Regions from separate parts of the Sus scrofa genome. Here region 2 is linked to region 1. Evidence: chromatin contacts called from public HiChIP or PLAC-seq data. All regions are on one chromosome and are shown on one strand. Each heading gives the region's core, a stretch centred on a gene start, on an enhancer-like site or on the middle of the called end of the contact. The rest is flanking DNA. Distances are from core to core; before and after follow the strand shown.

Region 1 (7,899 bases), core at 3,350-5,849:
TTCACCAGTTGAAAGAATTTGAGCTTTTCCAGTTTTGGGCAATTACAAATAAAGCCACTATAAACATTCACATCGAGATTTTGTGTGATTTTCATTTCTCTTGGGTACATACCTAGGGGTGAGATTTCTGGGTTGTGTGGTATTTAATTTTACAAGACACTGCTCAACTTTCCCCTAAAGTGGCAGCTGCACATTGTGCATTCCCACCAACAATGTGTGAGATTTGCAGCTGCTCCCCACACTCATGAAAACTTGGTGTGGTCAGTTTTGTTTTATTTCCATTTTTAGCTATTCAAATAATTGTGTGGTGGCATCTCATTGCACTTGTGTTAGTTGGCTTTTAATAGGTTCATTCATCTTGGAATGGCACATGTACATAGCATTTTAACCTTGGGGTACCCCAAATATTTGTTAAATAGTAAATGAAGAAATAAATTCATTTTTTGTAAACAGAGAGCCTCAGAAAATGAAAGTGAGTTGAGGGGCACTGCTCTCTCTTCCCCACTTCTATTTCTGTTTCCGGCTTGTAACATGTTTTCATCCTTCGTGTTGGGTCTGCAGGTAGTTCCGTTTTCACTCACCCTTTCCTGAAAGCCTGTGAGTGAATTCTTGAGACCTAAACCAGCTTTGCTTTGCCCTTGCCATGGGGTCAGGTATTTCTGCCACTGCCTGTTTGACCTTTTGTTCATCCAAATTTGTTGTCAAGAATGTGGAGACCAGAGAAAAGCAAATACAAGATTGGGTAAACCTATGTCAAAAGCACCAGCCTCACACTGTTAAAGCATGTTTTTCAAGCCCCATATCGGAACCCATGGTCTGACAAGTGTGTATGTAGTTATGAAGACAATTTAAAAATTAGAATGTCCTGGAGACATCGGAATTATTGCGGCCATAGTTATGAAAAGTCTGGATGGAACTAACCCTAAATCCAAACCCCCAGAATCCCCATATCTACATTATTATCAATTGATTAGGGGCAAAAAAAAAGATCGTCTGATTAGAAATGATGAAGTTTAATTAGGTTTGTTTGGACAAAGACTCAAAGACTTTTTTTTTTTTTTGTCTTTTTGCTATTTCTTTGGGCCGCTCCCGCGGCATATGGAGGTTCCCAGGCTAGGGGTCCAATCGGAGCTGTAGCCACCAGCCTACGCCAGAGCCACAGCAATGCGGGACCCAAGCCGCACCTGCAACCTACACCACAGCTCACGGCAACGCCGGATCGTTAACCCACTGAGCAAGGGCAGGGACCGAACCCGGAACCTCATGGTTCCTAGTCATATTCATTAACCACTGCGCCACGACAGGAACTCCTCAAAGACTTTTTAATACAGATCACTTGTGAGCCTCTTAAAACAAATAATCAAAGTCTGTCCAAATAAAATCCAGCTGCAGGTTCTCCCTCAGAGGGCAGTTGCTTACTACAGTGGGATAATAAAGGGTCAGTCATATTTTAATTTCTGCCCCCTCTTAACATGAATCAACCTAAAAATTCCCTTTTAAAATGTTTTCTGCAAGACATAAGAAGCTGGTAAATATAACAGTTTCCAGGAAGGAAGAGAGAAGAAAAGTCAATCTTCAATCTATTTTGCATGCATTACTTTTTTTTCCCCATTTTTTCCATTTTTGGCCACCCCATGGCATATGGAGTTCCTGGGCCAGGGGTCAGATCTGAGCTGCACTCTCGACCTAAGCCACAGCTGTGAAACACCAGATCCTTAACCCACTGAACCTGAGTCCCAGCGCTCCTAAGACACTGCCAATCCCATTGCACCACAGTGAGAACTCCATAACTAATTTTTAAATTAAATAAGCCCAACAATAAAACAAATTTAAAAACATATGTCCCCTCTCTTAATCATATCATCCACGTGTTCCATGAGGGGGAGCATTTGGAAAACAGGACAAAAGTCCTTTGTCCTGCCAGCCTACTCAACATCAAACTAGACTTAAAAGTAAATTTTTTCTTTTTCTTTTTTTTTCCTTCTTTTGCTTTTTAGGGCCACACCTGTGGGCATATGGAAGTTCCCGAGATAGGGGTCAAATCAGAGATGCAGCTGCCAGCCTGCACCACAGCCACAGCAACCAGATCTGAGCCGCATCTGTGACCAACGCCACAGCTCACTGCAATGCTGGATCCTTAACCTACTGAGCAAGGCCAGGAATTAAACCGGTATCCTCATGGATACTAGTCCTTCTTAACCCACTGAGCCACAACAGGAATTCCAGAAAGTAAATGTTACACCTTGTGGACATTTTTCAAGTTGAAAAAAAATTAGACTCAAATAAATTATGCATTCTTCTATGGTTGTACTCGAAGAAGTGTTTACTTTGAGGAGTTAATGAAAGTACATCTCACTGTTCTTGAAAGTTATTAAAGGGTTGGCATTGAGGGAGATCAGTTGCTATCCACGTTACTTCTGTTAGTCACTGGTTGCCATGATTTAGAGGCTGGCCCTGGGTTTTGACATTTCAGAAACAAACTCCTTCCAGATCAGTCCAGGATTCCTGGGTCATGGTAAAGAGAAGTCCATTTATTGTTCCTACTTATTATTCAAATCTCATCTCCTTCAGGAGGCCCTCTGGCCCTGACCCACCAAGAAGATTGATCATCACAAACTATGGAGCAAGACCAGCCTGAGTTATTCTTGTTAACTCAGCTGGGTGACCTTGAGCAAGTTATTTAACCTCTCTGATAAAATCTATCATACTGATATTTCCAACTAAAATCAAGACTAGAAGGGTTCCACTATCACATTTAGAATGGATAGACAATAAGATCTTACTGTATAGCATAGGGGAACTACATCCAATCTCCTGGGATAGACCATGACAGAAAATAATATTTTTAAAAGAATGTATATATATATATATATATATATATATATATATATATGACTGAGTCACAGCAGAAATTGGCACAACACTGTAAATCAACTATACTTAAAAAAAAAGACAAGAGGGGTTTTACTTAACCATAATGATCTTATATATGTATATCCTTCCTCCCACACCATAAAGCTTGGTTCTCAAAACTCCAACATATTTATTATTTGCTTTGTCCCAAAATACACTTAGCAGAGTGCTAAATCTCAGAATAACAGTATCAATACTACCAACAAACATACGATTATTTTTAAAAGATTTTTTTTAGTTGCACACTTCCGTATAATCCCTCTGTTTTTAGCATGTTGCCTCACTTCCACCCTTTTCTCTGAGTGCTATCTCTAAACCAAGAGTTGCCAGGTTTCAAGTTCTCCAAAGCATCCTCTGTGCAGGGATTGGGGCAAGGAGTCAAAGGAGGGGACTGCGGGGTTAACAGCTCCTAGTATATATGTCCAATAATTATGTCTTCAATCCCCTTCTCTCCCGGGTACCTGGGATCTCAATTTCTGAGCCTTTCTGGAGTTCAGCAGCTCCAACCAGTTTACTTCTCACTGGCATCCCCTTCTTTAGACCTAGGGTTTCTCCACTCAGCTCAGCATTTATCTGCCTCCTATCTTCCAGAAAGAATTTGACATCTTTTATGAGCATGTTCTCTCTTGTTCTCTTTGGGTTCAGACCTTTCAGATTCTCTTTTTATCATTTTAGTAGTGTTTCAGGAGAGAGCAGAGATATCTGCGTGGGTTCCATTCCCACTGTTTCTATATGTTTCCTGCAAACATTTTCTATATCAGGCATAGAGATGTAGTATACTGAAATGGTTAAGAGCACACATTCTGAAGCCATGATGTTTGAGTTCAAATTCCCACTTTTGCTGCCTTCTAGCTGTATAACTCAGGCATGCTTTCTCCTTCCAGACTCCTCTTTTAGAAAATGGGGATACTAGTGTTACCTGTGGCAAAACTGTGTGCACAATACCACACTAGGCGCATTTATTAAGCACTCCAAAGGCTTTAAAATGTCATTAAATGGGGTTCCCATTGTGGGTTAGAAACCCAACTAGTATCTGTGAGGATATGGGTTCGATCCCTGCCCTCACATAGTGGGCTGGGGATCTGGTGTTGCCGTGAGCTATGTAGATCTCAGATGTGGCTTGGATCTGCATTGCTGTGGCTGTGGTGTAGGATGACAGCTGCATCTCTGGTTTGACCTGGGAACATCCACATGCCACAGGTGGGGCCCTAAAAAGACAATAAAAATTTTTAAATGTCATTAAAGAAAGAGTTGGAGTTCCCGTCGTGGCGCAGTGGTTAACGAATCCGACGAGGAACCATGAGGTTGTGGGTTCAATCCCTGGCCTTGCTCAGTGGGTTAAGGATCCAGCGTTGCCCTGAGTTGTGGTGTAGGTTGCAGACGCTGCTCAGATCCCGCATTGCTGTAGCTCTGACATAGGCCAGCGGCTACAGCTCAGATTCGACCCCTAGCCTGGGAACCTCCATATGCCGCGGGAGCGGCTCAAGAAAAGGCAAAAAGACAATAAATAAATAAATAAATAAATAAATAAAGTTAAGGGTTCTTTAATTGGAAAGGACCAAATGATGTTGATTAATTCTGCCTTAAGCTAAAGGAGAAAAATTGATTCTCTGGTGATCTTAAATTGTGTTTTTCCTTAGGGCTAATTTTGAATCTTGCAGTTTCATATTTACCCTGCAGGTGGCAGCCTTTGTCACCAAAACCGTTTCTCACACAGGGCTGACCCTGAGGGGAAAACAAACCCTCTATATTCTTTCTATCATTCAATCAACAAATATGTACTGAGCACCTATTATGTGCCACGAACCAGGGAAGCAGCAGTAGTCAAGCACACGCCATTGTTGCCTTTTCAAAACCTGCAGTTAGCCACAGCCGTAGAACTTAATTCAAACAAGCTCAGAGTGTATACATGTAAGGATAACCTGACCCCTTTGATGTACAGTGGGAAAATTAAAAAAAAAAAAAAAAAAAAAACAAGCTGAGAGGACCTCCAAAGAAAACCTTTCCTTGTGAACCTACTACTACCATGAAGCACCAGGATTTCGTTAGGACTCCTAATTGGAGTCCTAACTTCAGGACAGGATGCCCTCTTGAACAAATGACTCTGTAAAGGACATTACTTAACACCAATTCTTTTTCAAGCTTATTAGCCCTTAAAAGGGGGTTTTTATAAGCTCCACCCATGGAGAAAAGGATTGGGAGGTGAAGTGGCATTGAGACAGTCAACAATGCCTAAAGCAGGTGTTGAGGTGTTGGAGTGGGTGAACAGGAGGATTTATGAATTAAGGCCAGAGATGACAACTCTCAGAATGTCCCCCAAGGTGTTCACTCGTGGTTCAGCGGGTTAAGGATCTAGCATTGTCACTACTGTGGCTCTGGCTACAGCTGTGGCTCAGGATTGTTCCCTGGCCTGGGAACTTCCTCATGCTGGCCAAAAAAGAAGTACAAAAAAAAAAGTCCCCCAATTTTTAAACCAAACATTTCCTTATTAAGAAAAATGATCCAAAATTTGGAAATAAGACCAAGAGAGGGCAGTGCAGTTATTTTCATGTCATCTAGGACATTGTTTAGCAAGTCCACCCAAGGATTAATTCTCTAGCAGGGGTTGGAAGGCTTTTTCTGGTAAAGGTCCAAGATAGTAAATATTTTAGACTTTGGGGCTATAGGCTGTCTATCAAGTAAACTTAGACATCATAGTACTCCCTTGTTGTAGAGTAAAAGCAGCCTCAGACAATCTGTAAACAAATGGATATGGCTGTGATCCAATAAAACTTTATTATAAACAAAAGCAGCAGAGCCAGACCTGGCCGACTGGCTGGATATGTAGGCCAAGGGATGTACATTTGCCTGGCTATTTACTATTGATTAAAGTCTCTGATTTTTGTCTGGTTTGAGTTTCAAAGTATTCCTCTCCACTATCAAAAAGAACCCCAAAGCTCATCATTTTTATTCCCTGCAAAGAGTAACCAGGTTAGTATCAAAGACTCCTACTTCCTCAAATACCTACTTCCTGGTTCTCTGAACAAGTTTTACCTTCTTACTGTTTCCTCTTTACCAAGTTGAACACATTTTTGACATAGGTTCATTCTCTATTTGAATGAGTCATGTTTAGACATTGTTGTTTGTTACACTTTTGTTGTTCCCCAGTACTCAGCAGGAAAACGTATGATCTAAGAGCCCTGTGTTACCATGGAAGGTAGCAAAGAAAGAAGGAACTTAGGGACTGCATCCCACTGTGTTGTCAAACTCAGAGGACAGAAGGAGGGAAATCCCCTGTGAAGGGGGCAGAGTTTTTGTGCCTTTGGGAAGGAATAAAAAGCTGATAGAATTTCCCTCCAAATTCCCCTCCACTCACTATGAATAAGGCATCATTCTTCGTATTTCCAAAAATGGACTACAGGAAGAATCATTCTATCTTATCCAATTTCAGAGTTGATCTCCAGAATTTCACTTACACGTTTCAGTGCTGAAGTCCTGGCCTCCTCAAATCTTTTTAAATCAAGCTTTTGGAATTCCCTGATGGTTCAGCAGGTTAAGGATCTGGCCTTGTTGCTGCTATGGCTCTGGTTACTGCTGCAGTGAGAGTTCGATTCCTGGGCCAGAGAACTTCTACATGCCATGGGCATGGCCTATAAATAAAGAAACAAACCTTACCCCAAGGTGTTATAGACTGAATGTCTGTGTCCCTCAAAATGCATATGTTGAAGCCCTAATGCGACTATAATTAGTGACAAGGCTTTGGGGAGGTACATGAAATTAAAAGAGGTCATAAGGGAGTTCCCATTGTGGCACAGCAGAAACCAAGAGGTTATGGGTTCGGTCTCTGGCCTCGATCAATGGGTTAAGGATCCAGTGTTGCCCTGAGCTGTAGTGTAGGCTGCAGACACAACTGTGTGTTGCTGTGGCTGTGGTATAGGTCGGCAGCTGTAGCTCCAATTCAACCCCTAGCCTGGGAATCTCCATGTGCCATGAGTGTGGCCCTAAAAAGAAAATAAATAAATAAATGAGGTCATAAGGAAGAGGCTCTAATCTGATAGAGCTGTACCCTTATAAGAGGAAGCCACATGAAGATATAGCAAGCAGGAAGCCATCTGCAAGCCATGAAGAGACCTCTCACCAAACCCAAGCTTCGTGGTACCCCCTTCTCAGATTTCCAGCTTCCAGAACTCTGAGAAAATAATCTGTTCTTTAAGCCACCCATTCTATGGTAATTTTTTTTTTTTTTTAGCCACCCATCCTTTCAGCATTTATTGAGCATTTACCTTGTTTGATGCACCATTCAAGGTACTGGGGACATACAAATGCATAAGGCTCAGTGTCTGTCTTTTTTTTTTTTTCCCATTGTAAGCATTTTATTTTATTTTATTTTACTTTTTTTATTTTCCCACTGTACAGCAAGGGGGTCAGGTTATATGGTAATTTTTATGGCAACCTGGGCTGATTTAAGACATTGCCCAACCCAGTACATTTGCATTTGCTCTTCCCTCTGCCTGGAATAATGCCCTTCCTCCAGAACCCTGAACAGCTAGCTGTTTTTCTCAAATTTGCATTTAGGTTTCAGTTGAAATGACACCTATTCAGAGAGGCTTTCTCTGTCCATCCAGATTTAGTCTCCCCCCTGCAGTCATGTCCCTGAGTACTAACGCAATTGGGTATCTCTTCATGTCTATTGGGTTTTCTCTTCTGAAGTACCCTGTTAAAAAAATAAGCCGAGGCCTATTGAAACTTTTGATGAGACTAACAATACTGTAAATTAACTATACTTCAATTTTTTAAAAAAGGAAAAATTTTTGAGTTTGAGCAAAAATTGATTCAAATCAGGCAATACCAAACCAGAAGTGCTTGGGTGCTTCAGGGACAGGAGCTGGGGGCAAGACTTATAGAAAAGACATAGAAGCACAGCAAGAAAATAATTTGAGGAGTTCCCGTCGTGGCGCAGTGGTTAACGACTAGGAACCATGAGGTTGCGGGTTCGGTCCCTGCCCT
Region 2 (7,899 bases), core at 2,048-4,547, 220 kb before region 1:
CACTGACAATGGATAATTTTTTTTTTTTTGTCTCTTTAGCTATTTCTTGGGCCGCTCCCATGGCATATGGAGGTTCCCGGGCTAGGGTCGAATCGGAGCTGTAGTCACCGGCCTATGCCACAGCCACAGCAACGCGAGATCCGAGCTGCGTCTGCAACCTACACCACAGCTCACGGCAACGCCGGATCCTCAACCCACTGAGCAAGGGCAAGGACCGAACTAGCAACCTCATGGTTCCTAGTTGGATTCGTTAACCACTGCGCCACGACAGGAGCTCCTGGATAATTTTTAAATTTCTTTCTGACATTAGTTAGTTTCCAAATTTTTTATAAAGAGCATAACTTCCTCTTATAATATTTTAAAAATATTAATATTTCCCTTTGGAAATCAGTGTTTTTGAGATGCATTCAATAGGCATTTGCAACTCTATTTAAGCCCCCAAAGCAGAGTTCTATAACTTTAAAAAAAGAGCTCAGAAGTGGGGTGTGTGTGTGTGTGTGTGTGTTTTGCTTGTTTTGCTTTTTAGGGCTGCACTCGTGGCATATGGAAGTTCCCAGGCTAGGGGTTGAATTGGAGCTGCAGCTGCAGCTGCAGGCCTACACTACAGCCACAGCAACGCCAAATCTGAGCCACATCTGCAACCTATACCACAGGTCACAGCAACACTGGATCCTTAACCCACTGAGCAAGGCTAGGGATCAAACCCACATCCTCCTGGATACTAGTGGGGTTCATTACCACTGAGCCACAATGGGAACTCCCGAAGTTACTGTTCTGGTGCAAATATTGTTCTAAAGATGGGAAACCTGAAGCCCAGAAGAGGCAGGTATTTGTCCATCCTTCATCAGGCGCACTCACCCTAAGGCCAGAGAGAGAGTACCTCATGGGTGAATGAGAAAGATCAAGGTCAATTCTGTTCAGGAACCATTTCCTGGTGGGGTCGGTTTTTGACTGAGGTCGTCCCAAGTTTCTGCTATGGCTTTTCTCTGTCATCCCACTGGGATTAGTAAGATGCTCCCTCCTGGAAAATGAGAATTCAGGATCCTGCCCACTGGTCCTGCCCACTTCATCCTTTCATCCTTTCCTTTAGCTCTTTTGGGCTGCAAAAACCTTCCCCACAATACTGATGATGGCAACCAGAGGGCAGTGGTGATGCGCTTAAACAGGAAGTCCCAACTAGGCTCCACTGGCTGCCTCAGAGCAAATTGGACCCAGCTGGTCTGGGGGAGTGAGGGCGAGCATGGCCGGCTGGGTTTACAGAAGCAGCAGGCACTCAGCTTCCTCGGAGTCGTCAGATCTGATTTTCCAAGGGAAACCAGAAATATCCTGATTTTTAAATGTGGGCAACATATTAATTTTAAAATTTGGGTTATGAGGGAGACCAAGCAGCAGAACAGAGGCTACATTCACCCAGTTCATGACATCTGATCCTAGCCCTCTAGGTGGGGATGAAGTCAGATGTTATAATCCTAATTGTTTTTAACTTAAAAAAAAAAATCTGAACCTTAGCTTGAGCAGAAGTGCCACAAGTGAGTTCCCGTTGTGGCTCAGTGGTTAACGAATCTGACTAGGAACCATGAGGTTGCAGGTTCCATCCCTGGCCTTGCTCAGTGGGTTAAGGATCTGGCGTTGCCGTGAGCTGTGGTGTAGGTCACGGAAGGGGCTTGGATCCTGCGTTGTTGCTGTGGCTGTGGCGTAGGCCAGTGGCTACAGCTCCGATTATACCCCTAGCCTGGGAACCTCCATATACCACAGGAGCAGCCCTAGAAAAGGCAAAAAGACAAAAAAAAAAAAATTGCCACAAGGCGGCAAAAAATGTCCTAGACATTCTCTCCCATCACCCATCCCACCTCTACCCTTCTCCAGAACCACTCCATTTCATCTGTTTTACATAGTGGTGTTTCCCCATAACCTGGGTTGAAAGAAAAGTTTTGTAGCTTTCTAATCAAAGTTTAGAAACTACTGCTCTGGTCCAAGTATGTCATTCTACAGATGGGGAGACTGAGGCACAGAGATGGTGAGAGTTTATCCATCCTTCCTCAGACATACTTGTCCTCACACCAGAGACAGGCTGGGGCTGAAGGAGAAAGGAGGGAACATGCCTCAAGGTGACTGGGAAGGCCAAGGTCAATTACTGTTGGAGAACCATTTCCTGGTGCCTCCTCTGTGCTCTGGGTATGCAGAAGGTATATGCCAAACCTCTGGAAGATCAGCTTCCAGAAGAGAGACAGAGGGCCATTCAGGCTCCTTTCCCCCTCGCTCTCTGGCTCAGGTTGGGCCCAGCCAAGGGCAGACCCTGGCTGGAGACTGGACTGGACAGTGGGGTTGGGAGAACTTGCCCTCCATCTTGGCTGGTCACTAGTTTGGCCACAGGCCTCCAGGAAGGACAGACAGCCTTTCCCACACACCTGTCTCCTGAGGCCAGAAACTGCTCCCTCCCCTCAGCCATTCTGGAGCTCAGCTGTGCTGTTCTGCATTCTCCCTTCTTAATTCCCTTAGACCTTTGTAAATAGTCCCTTAAAAACAAAACAAAAACAAAGCCTCCCCTCAGGAGTTCCCTTCGTGGCTTAGTGGTTAACGAAACCGACTAGCATCCATGAGGATATGGGTTCAATCCCTGGCCTCACTCAGTGGGTTAAGGATCTAGCATTGCCATGAGCTGTAGTGTAGGTCGCAGACGCAGCTCAGATCTGGCGTTGCTGTGGCTGTGGTGTAGGCCAGCAGCTACAGCTCTGATTCAACCCCTAGCCTGGGAACTTCCATATGCCGCAGGGGCAGCCCTAAAAAGCAAAAATAAATAAAAATTAAAATTAAAAACTCACTTCAATTTACCCATTTTGGGCATGCCATCTATCTCCTTTGACAGTCCCAGTAACTGATACAACCATCTCCGTTTCCACATTACCACCTGTATAATTATTACCTATCACTATTATTAGTAGTAGTTTTAAATTGACCAAATTTTGCTTATTATGTTTATCATTATTTGTTTATTGTTATTACTATTATTTATCACCCTAAGGAATCCTATCCATTGAATCACAATGCTCTGGTAGCTATGTTTTTCCTAATCCTCATTACAATGAATTCATTACTAGTAAATTAAAATGTTTCACCTATATGCTAGCTACTGTCTACTTGCACATGGCCCCACATTTAGGAAATGGTGACACTGCAGAAGGAAGGGCTCCCCTGGTCAGATAAACAGAGCACAGGGACCTCAGAGGGAAGAGTAGTGAACTCCCAGAGGAAGTGACATTTGTGCAGCATTAGGACTAATGAGCGGTATTGCATCAGAAGAAAAGCCGGGGTTGGGGGGAGGAAGAAGCACGAGGAAAGCCTCAGAGGAGGAAGATGCAGGGACAGCTGGGACTGGCAGCTGCCAAGAGTGCCTTGGGGGTCCTGATGGGAGCTGAGCCTGCAGCGGCAGGTCAAAGTCAAATTTTGAAGTTACTGGAATGTCACACTAAGGGGTTTAGACTCTCTACCGTGCATAGTTCCAAAGGCTGTTTATGTGTGTTCTGGGGAGTAAGTAGCCTGCGGAGCCAATTAAGTTTGGGAAATTATGAGTTCAACAAAGGTAAATGGTTTCTGTACTACAGGACTTGTCAGAGTCTTTTCTATGCTCGAAAACATCAGCTCTCTCCAAGATCAATTTACCATCTCTCCTCAATTCTGTGAAGCTGTTTTTTAATAAGGGTCAGCAAGCTTTGATGGCAAAGGCCAGATAGTCGATATTTTGGGCTACATAGGCCACGTGTGGTCTGTCCTGCATACTCCTTTTTTTTTCCCTTAAACTCTTCAAAAACTATTCTTAGCTCATGAACTAGACAAAAACAGGCCAAGGGCCATATCTGGCCATGGATATCGTTTACCAAACTGTGGATTATAAAATATGCCATGGAATATAGTGTTTCCCAAACTCTTGTGACTTGAGGCCCTTTTTTTCTTCAGAGCATCTCAAAGATGTTCTGAGAAACCCAATTTGGGGAAGACCACTGTGGAAGCTGGCGGGCCCAGGCCTGGGAAAGAAGAGGTGCCCCAACCTGGATTCTCTCGGTCTTCTTGTGCATGGTCTCCATGTCATTGTTGAGCTCCGTCACATACGTGAACCGAGCGAAGTTCTTCTCCTCCTTGGCCAGAAACTCTTCAATGAGCTGATTCAGGTTCCCATTCTCAATCAGCTTCAGCAGCCGGAGATGAGCCACTTCGTAGCTCTCAAAACTCTCACCCTTGTTCTTCTTCCTGTGCTTCTTTGACTTGAGAGCTGGAAAAGGAAGAGCTGGCCACCATGAGTGTGAAAGGGAAGCTGCTCAGAGCCATGCCCGGTGGAGGTATGCATGCCCCTTGGGGAGGGGGCTAAACTTTCCCAAGAGATGGAGCGGGACCTCCCCTCCTTAGTCCCACTTCACAAGTATCAAATTGAGCACCTGCTCTGTGCCAGACATTGTGCTGGGCTCTGTAGATAAAAAATCCCTGCTCCATGGAGCTTTTGGCAGAGGAACCAGCCACAAAGAGAACAGAGAGAGAGAGATATTCAAGTAAACAGAAAAAGAAATCCAATAATTACCATTGTGGCCTAGGACATGGAGGAGATGTAACATGTGCTGTGATGGGGGAGCTTGGTGGCTGGGGAAGCCCTCTTGAAGGAGGTGACATTTGAGCAAGATGAAGGTCAAGGAAGCCCTGTTGGCAGAGGGCCTTAGGCAGACTCAGAGTTTGGCAAATGCAAGGAATTAGAACCATGAAAGTTCTCCAAGACTTGCTCTCCAGCCTGATACCTGCAATAGGCCCATCTCTCTTGAACCCAGTCTTATCTCTCTGATTGGGCCTCCACAGAGCAATCAGAAGGATCTTTCTAGATCTTCCTAGGCACATCTGGCCACGTGACCTCCTTATATGTGTGGTTCTCCACTGTCCTGAGGGTGAAGCTGAAGCTTCTCAGTTTTAAGATCTGATCCCCTCGCCCCTCAGTGCCTCATCACTGTCAGACTCAGTCTCCTCTGCCTTAGTCCCCCAGTGACCTCCCACCACACTTAGAAGCAATGCCGAGCTCTTCCCGTGCAGCCTACAAGACCCTGTGTGATCTGTCTCCTTCCCACCCCTCCAACCCCACTGCCTGCCACTCTCCTGCTGGCACCAACTCCTTCCAGCCAACTGGTCTCCTCTCTGTTCTGGAAATACTCCCACCTCAGGGCCTTTGCACTCACAGATCCCTCTGCCTGGGATACATTTCTCCTAGACCTCTGCATGGCTGGTTCCCTTGTGATATGCAAGTATCTGCCCAGATGTCACCTCCTCCAAGAAGCCCACCCTGACCACCATAGGTAAAGCAGCCCCTGGCCACTCTCTGTCACTGGCCTTGTTTTATCTTTGTCATTGTGCTCATGGATTCCCAAGAGGTCAGATTAACTTCTGCATTTGCCAATTTGTCATCTCCCCCGACAGAAGGTCAGCTCCAGGAGGTCAGGACTTTTGTCCTATTCCCTACCATCTCCTAGCATGTGCAGGACCTGGGGCATGGTCAGTCCCAGAGGAGTGGCCTCCTGTTTCTCCAGCTTCCCTTCTGCACTCCAGTTACCATGTTCCTGCCTCTGGGCCTTTGTCTCTGCCTGGATTCCTCACCCCCACACAAATGGATTTTTTTTTTTTGTCCTTTACATCACAGCCTGAACAGCCCCTCCTTGGCCACCCTTTTCAAGAAAGGTGCCCCCCTTGCCTTTTCATCTCAACCTGATTTTTTTCCTTTGAAAAGTTCTATCATAACCTGAAGTGTTCGTATTTGTCTATTTATTCATTTTTTCTGTGTCTCCATATCTAGACCATAAGCTCCATGGCATCAAGCACTAACACTGTCTTATCACCACTCTGTCTCCAGTCCCCAACAGGGTGCCTGTTTCAGGGTAGGTGCTCGTTAAAATTTGTTGGAAGTCTAGGAAGGCACTGATTGGATGGATGAAGGAAGGAGTCATCCGTGGTGAAGAATGTACCCTGAAGAATCACAGGGAGGAATGTTTGGAACAGGAGGAGCCTGGAGGCTGGGAGAGCCAGTGGAAGCTGCTAGAGGAGATATGATGGGGATGATGACAAGATAAGGCAGTGAAAAGAGGAAGGTTGGATGTATGAGTCATCTGGGGTGGCAGTGAATGGGAAAAGCTCCGTTTGACTCCATGGTTTGGGTCTTGGATGCTTAGTAGAACTTTGAGGCTGTTCAGTGGATTAGGATAGAAAGTGGATGGAAGTAGGGACCTCAGGCTTTGGGGGGGCAGACATATCTTGGATGGGGTCCTGGATCAGTTACTTACATCAAGGAGACATTGGCTATATCCATGTATCCACTCTGAGCTACAGTGTCCTCATCTGTGAACTGGAGGTGTTAATAATATCTGCCTCTTGAAGATGTTGTGAGGCCTCAGTGGAAGCCAGGCATGCCGCATGCAGAGAATGGAAGCTGGCATGAGCCAGTGGTTCAGTAAATGGATGGATAGGTGGATGGAGGATGGTTGGATGGATGGATGGATGGATGATGGAAAATGGAAGGTGGATGGATGGGTGGATGGAAGATGGAAGGAAGGATGAATGGATGGATGGATGGATGGATGGATGGATGGGTGGATGGATGGGTGGGTGGAGGATGGAAGGATGGATGGATGGATGAGTAAACAGAAGGTCCAAAAGGTGATATTTGCTATGTTAGAAAGTGAAAGATGGGGTTTCTCAGAAACACACTTCTAGCTGTACAGTCTCAAGTGACAAAGCAGGACAGGTTAGAAGGGGCTGAAAGAACAAAGAACAAATGCAGCTGCATAGTGGGACTCTCCAAAGAGCTTGAATCTTTCAGTATGTTCAGGAGAGTGAATGTAGCAGCCCTGAACTGCTCTCCTTAGAAAGCCTACTTGAAAGGCTGGCCCATGGCCTTCAACTGAAATGGTGAACAGCTCCCTGCACTGATAGAAAACAATCCCTTTCCCTAAATGCTAAGAGTGGCTATGGTACCCAGACTGCACAGACCATGTGATTTATGCCAAAAACCTGCCTTCCTACTGGGAGGATGGAATTTCAGTTTGTACTAGGGAGGGGCTGCCTATGCAACCACCTCCAGTAAGAATCTTGGGCACTGAGTCTCTAATGAGCTCCTCAGTCTTCACATGTGTTGTCACAGATGCTGGAGGAATTAAGATGTCCTATGTGACTCCACCAGGAGATCCTGGTTCCCTCTGGATCCTGGTTCACCCTATGCACCTTTTATCTTTGCTGATTTTTGTGTCCCTGCATCACAGACACGTTTGCAATGAAGTGCTGAGTCTTGTGAGTCCTCCTGGAAAAATCACCAAGCCTGGGGGTGGTTTGGGGGTACCCTGACACACAAGTTCCTCCCCCAGACAATGGAAGGAGAGCCACAAAGTGAGGACACATCCTGCAGGTTCCAGGTAGCAGACAAAATCCAAGGCACCCAGTCAAATCTGAATTTCAGACAAACAATATATTTTGAAAAATATATGTCCCAATTGCAGATAAACCAAAAATAGTTTTTTTTTAATATGTCTCAAATACTGCATGGAACTAAAATTTTATTGTTCCTCTGAAATTTTAATGGTGTCTTGTATTTGCTAAATTTGGCAACCCCACTGCAAGGAGATCAGGCACCTTCAGTAGAGAAAGAGAAAGAGAGGGAAAGAGCACCTAGGAAGAGTTACCTTCTTCCTTTTTGGCCTGCTCCTCAAACTCCAAGCGATCATTTAGCTTGACGAGCAGGAAGGACTTGAGTTTGGTTTCATGAGCATAGACGCGTTCCAGCTCTCGGATCTCCAGGTTGTACTGAGAGATGTCCTTCTGCTGCCGGTCCTTCATGGCAGCCATTCGGGCCATGGCTTCCAGCCTGGGCACGGGGGGCACAAC

Evidence for each region. HiChIP or PLAC-seq counts read pairs in DNA pulled down with a chosen protein or histone mark.
Region 2: a contact with region 1 is called in an H3K27ac HiChIP or PLAC-seq map of alveolar macrophages. The contact joins two enhancer-like sites. A contact is called at or near these places in 1 of 47 Hi-C or Micro-C datasets (embryonic fibroblasts) and 1 of 2 datasets of contacts at active chromatin or transcription factors (alveolar macrophages).

What each region holds. Positions count from the first base shown.
Region 1 is chr14:31,961,976-31,969,874 of Sscrofa11.1, reverse strand. The region is part of intron 1 of TCTN1 (tectonic-1); the gene reads right to left. Among named protein-coding and RNA genes, the nearest start is that of TCTN1, 12 kb to the right of the region's middle. Within about 2 kb of position 4,599, at least 9 of the 83 cell types and tissues checked have an H3K27ac peak or open chromatin away from gene starts, as enhancers often do. A contact at or near this core is called in alveolar macrophages, where this site is marked.
Region 2 is chr14:32,180,664-32,188,562 of Sscrofa11.1, reverse strand. CCDC63 (coiled-coil domain-containing protein 63) reads right to left here. Exons shown (of 13, transcript XM_021072528.1): 7 at 7,698-7,879; 8 at 4,047-4,267. Among named protein-coding and RNA genes, the nearest start is that of MYL2, 29 kb to the left of the region's middle. Within about 2 kb of position 3,297, at least 2 of the 83 cell types and tissues checked have an H3K27ac peak or open chromatin away from gene starts, as enhancers often do. A contact at or near this core is called in alveolar macrophages, where this site is marked.